Regions from separate parts of the Capsicum annuum genome. Here region 1 is linked to region 2. A link is a contact called in public Hi-C data. All regions are on one chromosome and are shown on one strand. The core of a region is the stretch at or near the end of the contact, and the rest is flanking DNA. Distances in the headings are between cores, read along the strand shown.

Region 1 (5,886 bases), core at 1,630-4,129, 150 kb before region 2:
AAGATACAATCGGTATGACGATACCATTTCATAATGCCTTGGTAATTAACTTCTGGATTTGGTGGTTTGGTTATGTACTAAAAGTTTTAATTGGAAAATAATGGCGGTTTGTGATAGCTAACCATGAAGGTGTGAGTCCAATGGACGGACATTGGAAACTCATGTTTGCTGACATAAGGGTTGGTCATGGTGACCATATACTTGTGGGGTACACGAGAATCTCCTAAGTTTATACTTGTATATATTTTTCATGGAGGGCGAAGAGTACATAAGAATCCCCAACACCTAGGATATCTCCGGTTCGTACGGCTACACGCACTAGGGTTTGTTTAGGGGGTAATACAGGACCCATATAGCCCGTGGGTCGTTCTACGATGTTCAATCTATCCAGCCCATGTTAAAGATTATTAACTCCATACTAAATCCGATTTATTTTCCCAGCATAATATATATATATATATATATATGTTTGAATGTGACTGCATTTGGATATTTACTTTGGTTTTGAATAATGACATTACTTTATCCTTATTCCTTAGTACATGCTAGCGTTCACCCGCTAACCCATCTTTGGGCGTTGTATCCCCACGTGATGCAGGAGCCAGCCATACTACTCCTCGTACTTAGCAACTTGGATTCGCAGACAACATTGATGTTTGACTGAAGTTGTGAGTTTCTTTACTTCGGAGGACTCCAATTCATGTTCCCAGCATAACATATATATAGATATATTTGAAGGTAACTGCATATGGATATTTACTTTGGTTTTGAATAATGACATTACTTTATCCTTATTCCTTAGTACATGCTAGCTTTTATCCGCTATCCCATCTTCTGGAGCTGTATCCCAACGTGATGCAGGAATCAGTCATACTACTACTCCTACTCAGCGACTTGGATTCACAGACAACATTGATGTCTGACTAAAGTTGTGAGTTTCCTTACTTCAAAAGACTCCAATTCATGTTATGGATATCTTTTCATACTTTTGTTTATTTCTTAGACTTTGGTTTTGTCTATGCTCAGGGGCATGTCCCTACCAGATGTTCTTTGTATTCGGTTAGAGGCTTTGTGTGACTACTATGGGATTGGACGGTGTCAGTATTGGTGTCAGCCTTGGCATTGGTATTGGTATTAGGGCTGACACCACTTGGATGATTGGATGGTTATGATTATGGGTTTTATTATTATCTTTAATTATTCATTGTTCTATCTTATTATATGTTCAGAATTCATCTGACATAGGGTGTTGGGCAATTATGGTTGGATATTGGGGGTGGTCTCCTATCCCAATTAGGCTTTAGGCACCTGACATGACTAGGTTTTGGTTTGAATCGTGTCATTAGTAGATTTTCATAATTAACTAATTGGGTCTATTTTATAAGTCATTATAGTAGTATTTAAATGGCTCTTTAACGATAAGTTGAATTTATAGTTTTTCTTTTGGTTCCCTTTTAATTTGATAATTAATCCTTTCTTAGTTTTTCTTATGCATGTCCTTCCTCAATTATTTCAAATGGACTTCCTTGCATTTTTTTAAGACTAGGGTCCCCAAAATGATGAGTTAAGCCCCAATCAAATCCAAAATAGGCTAAACATATGAAGAAACAAGGTTGTATATAAAGATATACAATAAATATACATGATATACAGGTGATATATGAGAAAAGGAGTGTCAATATTCAGATGAAGGATCAAAGAGGGTGCATACGACTGATTTTAGGTTATGTATACGCCAATTTTACAGAAAAATGTCAAGAAATTGAGTTGTGAGATACAATTGATATACACAGTTGAAAGGGGCTGAAAAAGACTAAAAAGGGTCCAAAGAGCTGGCCAGAATTGAAAATGGGCTAAAAGGGGCCCAAATCTCATCTTTTCTCCCTTTATTTCCTTGTATTAATTTAATTATTTGTTTGTATATTTAATTTAATATGGATGAATCCTTGCGGAGCAAATTATATTTAAATTATTTATTTATGATGGTTGTTTAATATTTTAAATTTTTAATTCGCTCTATTAGGCAAACTTATGCTCGTAGAATAACTTGGGGGATTTTTTCATATCCCTTCATAGTTATTAAGTAGCTTATATCCATGTTTAAGAAATTGAATTAATTATTTAATTTAAAGTCTAAATACGAATCAATTTGTTAACGTTAGAATTATTTTGAAACTTTGATGTTTAGCTTACTTAATAGATTGTTATTAAATAAATTAAATATTTTTGTAAAATAAGTTCAAGATTTTAATAACTTAATAAAACTTTTCAAAAATTAGCCAAATAATTTAAATATGTCAGGAACCACACTTTGTGGATTTTCGAAAGTGTCTTAACACCTTCTTTCAAATTTACTTGACCCATTACCTAGATTCTAGTAATTTTTTAAAAAAAGTGATTTTCTTTCAAATTTACCTTTTTAATGGTTTCTTTATTTTCCTAAAATTAAGTGGCGACACTAAATTATTTTTCAATTAAATAAAAAAGAATGAAGACTTCTTCTCATTTTTTAGCCACGAAGTTAGGGAACGTTTTTTATTTTCGAAAATGGATCATAACAAACCAAACGTGATAATCAACATTAAACCAATTCAATTATAATATAAGTATTCAAGTTCTTGGCCTCAACCCTTGAACAAAGGTGTTGCCACTTATAGTTTACAACGAATTGCACACATGAAATTCATATGTAAAAACCAAAATTAACCTAAAGCAAAGATTAAGAACCATATTGCAGCTTCCTCATGTGTTTTTCCATCTCCAAAGTGGTCCAAGATGTTAACACTAAGATCTAATGTCCTATTTATAGTATGGAAGCAATTAGGCCATTTTTTATCCTTGGGCGTGTCACGCCTTTGTATCTGCGTGTTTAGGGATATGACATGCCATAATCATGGATGCACAGTGGAAATTGATATTTAATTTGTGTTTTAGTGCATGGCACACCCTTATCTTGGAGGTTTTCGAGGGCCTTGTTCTCAAATCGTCCACTTCTCTTTATAGCAGACTCCTTCCATTTGCCTTTGAGTTCTGCACTTTGTAATAGCTTTTCCAACATTATTTAAGCTTTTTCTTCTCCCGAACATTTCTCTTAACATCACACATGGTCTCCTATAACATCAAACAACACAAATTAGTGCACACAACACAATAAAGTCCATCGAGATACACTAGAATAACATACAGCTCAATCTAGTAACACTAATTTTCACATCTAAACTCTATGTGACCAACTTGATTATGAACTCATTTTGAACTCACCTTAAACACTATAACCATGTACCTTAACACATATATACTCAATTACACCATAACAACTCATTATGTAAACAAGAAGTCCATAAAACTAGGCTAAAAGCATGTAGATAATGATACTTAGGTTCATAAATACACAAAGGTCACGAATCTTCATCATTCGAGGACTAGTTATTAGCCTTTTATTTTTGGTCTTCATTTTTTTTCACAGTTACCAGCAACTCATCTTAGTAGACTTTTAGACATACAGTTAGATGTTCAACTTTGTGGCTTTAAACTCTGATATTGATATTGGTTTTGATTATTATTTCATCATTTAGTTTAGCTTACGCACAAGAACCATCGATTAGCTTGGGATCACTTGTTACCCTAGGCACCGTGTTATGCCCAGGGAGTAGTCTCAAGTTCTGACAAAACACAACCATCAATATTCACGTTTATATTTTGATTATGGTTTTTTTGTGCTCAAATTTGATTTATGCAAAATTCAAGTGGGTGAATTCTGAATAACCTAACTGAAATAAGTGTTGTTGCATAGTCAAATATGTCAAATAGGATCAAGCGAGAAAATGATAAGCAAGGAATAATGGTTGTAAGCCAAGTTTTCGATAAAATGCCCCACAGAAGCAAAAAGTCAGTAGTTATCCATGACGGAACATGTGAAAAAATTTCATATTCATAATAGTTCACCATCAAAAGTTAAAAATTAGTTGTGGTTTCTGTTTTGGCCTAAAGGTTCATCTAATGATCTGTAAGACTTATGGTGAACCATCAGGTAAACCGTCAAGTATTACTAAGATACTAGAAAGTACTGACGAGGGAGTCGATGAACTATCATATATGTGACAAGCCATCACCTCCGATCATCAACCACAAACAATTTGCAATTTTGACTTTAAGTTTTTGCTTACAGGCTTAGTTTTATACATTAAATAATTTGTTCCCTCCATAGCTACAATGCCTCAAAAGAGACAAACAGTAAGAGGTAGAGTAAGAAAAATATACCCCAACTTCAAGACTGAGAGATGAACTTAATAACAAGGTAGATTAAACTGAGGTCCCACCCTATAATACTAGACTAAGTGCGAAGAAGCACGCTCAGGCACCCAGTTTAAAGAGGAGGATGAGTTTTCAATTGAGGAAGCAAGTAGTGTTGAGGAGAGCAGTGATAGTTCAAGCTCTAACCCAAAGTAGGAGGATAATACTAAAGCTGCTAATAGTCCAAAAGAAGAATACAAGCAAGAAGTGGGTGAGGTAATTCAAATAAAAGCTCCAGGGGTGTCAGATTCCATTAGATATAAGGTTAAGGGGTAGAAAAACTTTACTTTGATAGCCTTGAACCAACCAAACCAAGAAGCATGCAGGCCATATGCTGAAAAATACTAGATAGTAACAATCGACTTGCCAGAGTATCTAAATATTGCACGATGGTTCAATGAGTATGAGTTGGGTTGTCTAATCACACCACCTCATACTTATTACCCTACAATCATTTGTGACTTGATTGAAAATTATTCGGCAGTTCTTGAGAAGGGTTTCCCGAAGGGGAAAAAGGTTAGTGACAAAACAAATTTTGTGGGAGTTACATTTCGGGGGATTTTCATGGTATTCTTTGAGCATACAATCAACCAGATTCTTTTTGGTCAAATTCATACAACTCCAACCATCACCCTAAAGTTTAATCATCAAATAAAGATAACTTCTACTCAGAGTCCATGGATGGATCAAATATTGAAAGAGAATGGAGAGCCTTCATGGTTGAAAAATAAGGAATGAATAGCCAAATTATCTCGGAGTTTCACAGCAAAGTTTTAGTGTGTTGTGGTTAGACTATGATTGATTCCTATAGGTGTTGACGACAACCTAAATGAGTAAAGATTTGTAGAGAACATAAGTTTGATGGAATGGTTAGAGATCAATATCATCAAAATTAATAATGATGAGTTGGTTGTGAGGCTATCAAGACTGCAACTTCATTGCCATTCCCTTGTCTAGTTATAGAGCTATGTCAGCAATAAAAAGTGCCAATTATTATTGGAGTGCATAATGATGTACGGCCACAAAGAGGTAAGATATTGATAAGACACGAGATGATTTTGAGTTGAGGGTCCACAAACTAACATTATTTGGACCTCAATCTTAAACCCCTCCAGAAGTATCTGGTACTCCCGCATGTATACCATTTCCACTCACTATCGTTGATCCACATGGTGTTTTTATTACATTTGGGGTGACTTCTATGTCCCAAAATATAGAGACCATGGACATTGCTTCCATGACACACTTATTCGAAATATTGTTCACCTCCAAAAGTTTTCTGAGAGTGGTATAGAGGCAAAAGAAATTTGATAAGCATTTAAGTGTTTGGTCTAAGTAGTTTAAGACATTCATGGATAAGTTTTGTTGCATCGTATGCTAGTCTACATGCCTGTATGGATGACATGAAGGAGCAGGTGAATAACAGGATGAGAGAGCAGTCAATCCCATATTTTCCTAAGTTCATAGCCGAAGTAAAGAAGGCTAATGATGATATTGCCAAATCAAAAAAGGCCCCACTACTGGATTCCTTAATTTGACGATCGTGGAATTAAACGAAAACGACCATATTACTGACATGATAGGGCATCCTTT
Region 2 (6,461 bases), core at 2,017-4,516:
TCAATGGAAAAATCTATGAAGGAACAAAACTTAGGATTATCAAACTTACCAGAACAGGTATATTTATTCACTATTATGAATAGCTAAATTCATAATTCCTAACAATCATGATATAATAAGATAAGTTCATGTTAATTGCTTTATAGTAGAATTATTCGAAGAATAGCATGTTAAGAAATTTATTAGCAAAGTGAAAACGGAGAAAAATTCCTAAGAACTATGTCATCCTAAAGGTGAAACCAATAAGGCAAGAAGCCGTGGTGGGAAGTAGCCAGAGTTGAGGTGTTGTTTAAGAAAAAAGCATCTGGATTATCATGCTAATAGTGACCGACGAACATGTTATTTAAGAATGATCTAGTATATAGTAATCTAATATGATCATATTTTGTTATGTGTATGATTGAAGGAAATATTTTTGAAAATAGCAATTTTATGAAAAATGAATAATTATTTATCTGACGAAATGGTAGATAAATTTAAAATACTTATTTTGTATGCACTTAAGGATATAAAAGTAGTAGATATAAGAAAAATCATATTAGAAAAAAGCATTTGGTAAATATTATATGACTAGAATAAATTACATACCATGCCTACCTAACTACTCTTACAAATACTTACCATGATAAATTACATATATCTAGAATTTTTGAAAAAAGATATGAGAAACATACAGTTAATAGAAAAACAGATGAAAGTAAATTTAGACAAATACATGGAAACTAAAGATATAAAATATATAGAATTTCTTAATGAAAATATGCAAGAACTACTTAGACTAAAACAAACAACTGAAAAATATTATGAAAAAGCATTTAATCAAGCTTAAATGATAGATGATATTAAAATACTTGTTTTATATATACTTAGAGATATAGAAATTATAGATATAAAGAAAATAATACGGGAAAAATTATAAGATTATGAAGAGGAAGAATTATTAAACTGTATAGAAAGCTTACTCATATATTATGAACACCAATACTATTTAGATTCAGATGGATATTATACAGACTAAAAATGTCAGAATATATTAAGAAAATTAGACAAAACCAAGAAGACCTACATAAAAAAATTGATTATAGAAAACAAATTAGAGAAATAATGGAAAATCTAATAGAAAAATTAAAATGGATAGACGAAACCTTGAAAAATTTAGAAAAAAGCAAAGATAAAAGTTTAGATAGTTTAAAAAATTCATTAAGAAGAGAACAAGAAAAAATAGTTCGTAGTATTAATAACCTCAAACAAGATATTAAATATAGTGCAAGTAGAATAGATTATTATACATTTACTTTAGAAGGATAAAATGATAAACTACGAATATCTAAAATACTGGGAACAAGAAATGGAAGAAATAAGATTAATAGAAAACCTTATAAAAACGAATTTAATTGAATATTTTAAAACAAAAGATATAGAATATTTAGAATATCTTAAAAACAATATAGAAGACTTACGAAAACTAAGAGAAAAAACTAAAGAATATTATAGCAAAGCATTTAATCAACTACCATTTAATCACCCCTCAAAATATGAATATCGGTAAAATTGAATATATTAATAAAATATATAAAAATAAAAAATACAAGAACGAAGAAAAACAGTTAATGAATATTACTACAAAGCATTTAACAATTACATAAATTAATGGATACATCTTACGAAAAGAATAAATCATTAAAAGAAATCAAAACTCAACTATATAGTTTATACCAAGAATACAAAAGATTACATAGTACTAACGAGGATCCTAGAACACTGGATAATTTAATTACGGTAATATCTAATTTAGAATATGAATTAATAAAACATCTTAAGTCAAGAAGATAAAAATGAAAAATATTTCAATAAATAATATTCACAAAATACATTATATAAAAATAAATACTTATTACCCAATAACTATTTATTTCCTCGTAAAGTATCGCGCCTAAGCCGCAACCCCCTACAATTAGTTTTTAGTAACTCCGGCAATTATGTTATATTGTAGTCTTTTTATCCTTATTTTTAATTCTTTACGTTTTTTCAGATATTATTTGTTTTAATTCCTTATATTTTTGTACGTTATTCATTTAAATAATATTTTGGGGAATATCATGTTGGAACCAGCGCTTGCCCCCACATGACCAGGGATCGATCCTGCAATAGCACAATATTTTTGCTTTATTTTCAGTGCTTCAGAGTTTACTAAATTTATAACATAAAAATTACTGCAGTGGGGGATTCAAACCCACGACCATCTTGTATGATAAACCTACCTTGACCATTAAGCTACCACAATCAATGTTTGAAAAATGTTAAAAGTCAATATATTACATATTTAAAGAAAGTAAAGTTATTAGCTTAGAATTTATATTTATTCTATGTATTTATTTTTTCAGTACTATTCATGTCATTGGCAATCAATCGAATATAATAATATCCCTTAATCGACACTAAAAGTTTTGCTAACGTTTACGTTAAGATAATATTGGTGCACCACAGTATTATTAAAAGCAAAAAGTGTAAAAAAACTTCAAGGTCTATTGATTTAAGTACAAAGCACAAATAACGCATGAGATTTAACGAAAAAAGGCATAAAGGAAAAAAATATAAATATATGTCTAGTCCAAGACTAATAATATAAGCATGAATAACAAATATATGAACAAAGAAATTAATTTTTTTTTTATAAAGTGAACTATCAATTGTTTAGTATTTGTCTCTTTAGGATGCTTCATTGACAACGAAAAATATATCTTAAAAAATAGAACCTAAACTGCACATAAAGTAAGGCGAGAGCTCAACACATTTTGAGCGTTGCTCGAGGGTGTATGCGCGCCTTTGGCGATCACAGACTTCAAAATCCTGGTTGCCTCTTACTGCCAGCAACATACACTTTGGTAATCAATATGGAGGAAATCGATTTGAGCAATATTAATAAAATATTAAAATAACGAATGTGTAATAACAAAAACTAGAAACATAAGGGAGTAATGCCTTTGTAATCATCTATAATCAAAATTAGTCACTAATGATACTCTGAAATCCATCAATCTGAGAGATGAAAATGGAGAAGTGTGGAAGTTCAACAGCCAGCAACATCTACTTTGATAATCAATATGAAGGAAATCGATATAAGCAATATTAATAAAATATTAAAATGCTCAAATGAACCATAAGGATGTTTTGGCACTTTAGGAAGCAAATTTAAACTTGTCAAAGTCTCTCGTGATGTGAAATATGCAAATATCTTCCACATACAAAATATCTACCCCAAACCAGATGGAAGAGGCCTTACTCTTTTTTACCACTTTTTCCTCTCTCTCTATCTATCTGTTCCCCCCCTGCGGAAAAAATGCATTCTTCTACTCTGCCCATACAAACCATTCCTACAAAAAGCATAAACAAACTTCCAAATCCAAGAGCTCCTCTTGCAAATTCATGGAAATCTCATAATAAAAATACTTATAATAATTCACTGATATGCAGTGCTCATACTTCTTCAATCACTGATTTTGACCTCTATGATCTTCTTGGAGTTGAGAGTTCATCTAACCAGGCACAGATTAAGCTGGCCTATAGGATGCTTCAGAAGCGATGCCACCCAGATATCGCCGGACCATCCGGCCATGACATGGCTATTATACTCAATGAAGTTTATGCTCTTCTTTCTGATCCTATTGCACGGATGGCTTATGATAAGGTTAGTCCATAGTTGTTTCATGGAGCACCTTACATTAATCACTGTTCTTGGATCAGTTATATTTCGGGTCAATTGAATGCATTGGCTAGGTAGAGCCGACAATTTCAGCTCATATAGTTCATACTTAATATATTAGATCACTTATGTTGTAAATTGAATTTCAGTCTATTTTTAACCCATAACAATATGGGTCTCAAAGCTGTCGAAAATTTCTGGAAGACCCAATTAATGCAAGATATGGACAACGAAATAGCTAGCATCAATTAATCAAAAATATATTTAACTTATTAAAATAACAAGTAAACTTCTAGTACAGCACTTTGTATTGCTCTTTTTTACTAGCGTCCAGGAAGGGGAAACATAAAAGGGCAACTTGTAGGCTACTGGATAAATATAAAATACGTGTTTAAGGGTGAATATTCGGTGCTTGATTCAGTATTTTTAAAGTTTAAGTTTAGTAATCGGTAATTGAAAGTAATATCAAATATCAAACTTTTTAAATTTAGTTCAACAAATCAAATTTTGGTACGGTAATAAAACTTCATACGACGATTCGATAATTCGATAATGACGTAATGAAAGAAACATTTTGAAAAAATATGTTCCAACATTTGACGAATTAGCTTTTAGAAAAATTACATATAGAGATTAGATCTCCACTCTCAAGCCCTAACATTATGAATTTGGCCTCACAGATCATGCAAAACATATGATCACTCGTTAAAGTTGACCATATATATGGTAAACAATTTATTAATAGTGGACATTTGATATCTGATTCGGCATTTCTAAAGTTTGATTCTGGTAATTCGGTATTGGGAAGCTCATAGAAGACCAATAACAGTCACATTTGATCTTTTTTTGTCATCTATTTCTTTTGATTGAATTATGCGTAAATAAGTAAGGACTTTTAAAATGTATGCATATAATAAGATCAGAAATATAATAAGATCAAATTGATTTTGAACCTACTGACTTTAAATCCTAGATTCACAGTGGAATCCACCTTGATACTTCTTTGGTAGACTATATCTTATTTAGAAGTGCAATAAAAAAAAGTTCTACTCTTTCTCTCACCTCTCCGTTTCTAACTTGTATTACCCTAAAGCTTGATCTTTAAGAAGTGAGCTTAAGCTGTTAGAAGATCAAAATCAGTTGATTTGTTGCTCCTTTTGGTGGAAAATATGATGCAGGAACTGACAAAAATAGCAGATTTAAGGGGGTACACAGGAAAACCTTTGTATTCGGCATGGTGTGGTGAAGAGAATGAAAAAAGAGCTGTGTTTGTTGACGAAGTAAAGTGTGTCGGCTGCTTAAAATGTGCATTGTTGGCTGAAAAGACATTTGCTGTTGAATGCATGTATGGAAGAGCCAGAGTTGTTGCTCAATGGGCTGATACAGAAGCCAAAATTCAAGAAGCTATAGATGCATGTCCAGTTGATTGCATCTCGTAAGACTTGTAACATAACTGTTGTTTGATAATCTCTTTACTTGACACTTGTTCTTCTTGCTTTCTGACACATGAAATTTTCATAGAGTTGTTGAGAGGTCAAATTTGGCTGCACTTGAATTCCTAATGTCCAAGAAGCTACGGGGCAATGTTAGAATTGGTGCTGGCAATACAGTAGGTGCTCGCACCTCCAATATATTTGATGATCTAGACAAATTCCAGAGCAGATATCAAGATTCCGTGAACAAAGCTTCCAAAACCAATCCTAAGGCAAAAACTTGTTATGAGCACAATTGTTCTTTTGATACAAACAAGCAATTTAGTGGGAAACTTCCGTTTTGACATACAACTGTTGCTATATTTCAGGCATCAGACATGCAAAAAGAGGCACGAATGTCAGCATTTCAAGCAATCCGAGCAATGTCAAATTGGTTCTACTGGCAATCACCAATTGGAGGAGCTGCGGAAGCCGTACAAGCTTTGGTACCAGTAAGGAGAAGTCTAATTGAACCCGATGTTACAAAGCTCAGAGATGCTGAAGCAGCTATGAAACAAGTTAAAAAAGAAACAGTTAATCAAAGAAGCAATGATGAGTATTGGTCTCCATCAACTCTTGCGCTTCCGGAAGCAACAGACACTAGTTTGGTAGATGAAGTTTCCTCGAATGATTCCTCTCCCAAAGCACCGGCGGAATTCTATGATGAAGTTTTCTCACCTAAGGAGAAACAGCAACCCAATCCATGGCTCCAGGGCGTGCCATTCACAACAGCAACAGCGGCAGCAATTATAGTGTGGATAAAACTTGGAGAAGAAGCGACTGTTAGCCTCAACGATCATATTGGTGGTTCGCTCGCATTAGATATTGTCAACAGCTCATGGCTCAAGGTCATTCTGGCAGGTGTTACATGGCATTCGATTGGTATGACTCTAGTGGAACTCTCACGGTCTCTTCATAGTTTGTTCGGGAAGGGCAGAAAATTGTGAACATTTTCCCTCTGGAAGTCAAAGTATAAGGCATATATTGTAACATAAATGTAAAGTTATCATATGGTCTAATCAGTTCTTCAAGTTATTGTATAGTCTAAACAGTTCTTAAAGTAATTGTATGGTCTAATCAGTTCCTGTCCCAAGGGCCTAGTCTGCTTATGGAAAAAGGAAGTTTCTGTTGCGCCCAAGCGCACACGCAAGTGTACATGGTCCACCCAAGTAATATAGTGGCCTTATGCAAAGCCAAGTATCGATCCCATAGAGACTTGTGTTAAACAACTATCAAGAAGCAAGTGCTAAAGTAACCAAAAGTGTTTGAGAGTTATAAACTGAAAG

Evidence for each region. A called contact is a pair of places that touch in the nucleus more often than the background predicts.
Region 1: a Hi-C map of bud shows a contact between it and region 2, with 3 times the contacts expected there. The contact joins the enhancer-like site here to the promoter of LOC107858457 in region 2. A contact is called at or near these places in 2 of 5 Hi-C or Micro-C datasets (bud and leaf).

Annotation. Positions count from the first base shown.
Region 1 is chr2:28,889,189-28,895,074 of UCD10Xv1.1, reverse strand. LOC107858456 (a long non-coding RNA gene) reads right to left here. Exons shown (of 2, transcript XR_001670997.2): 2 at 2,570-3,111. Among protein-coding and RNA genes, the nearest start is that of LOC107858456, 11 kb to the right of the region's middle. Within about 2 kb of position 2,879, at least 3 of the 5 cell types and tissues checked have an H3K27ac peak or open chromatin away from gene starts, as enhancers often do. A contact at or near this core is called in bud and leaf, where this site is marked.
Region 2 is chr2:28,737,344-28,743,804 of UCD10Xv1.1, reverse strand. It overlaps LOC107858457 (chaperone protein dnaJ C76, chloroplastic), which reads left to right and starts at 3,266. Exons shown (of 4, transcript XM_016703121.2): 1 at 3,266-3,688; 2 at 4,882-5,138; 3 at 5,225-5,408; 4 at 5,505-6,268. The coding sequence starts at 3,341. The coding sequence ends at 6,122.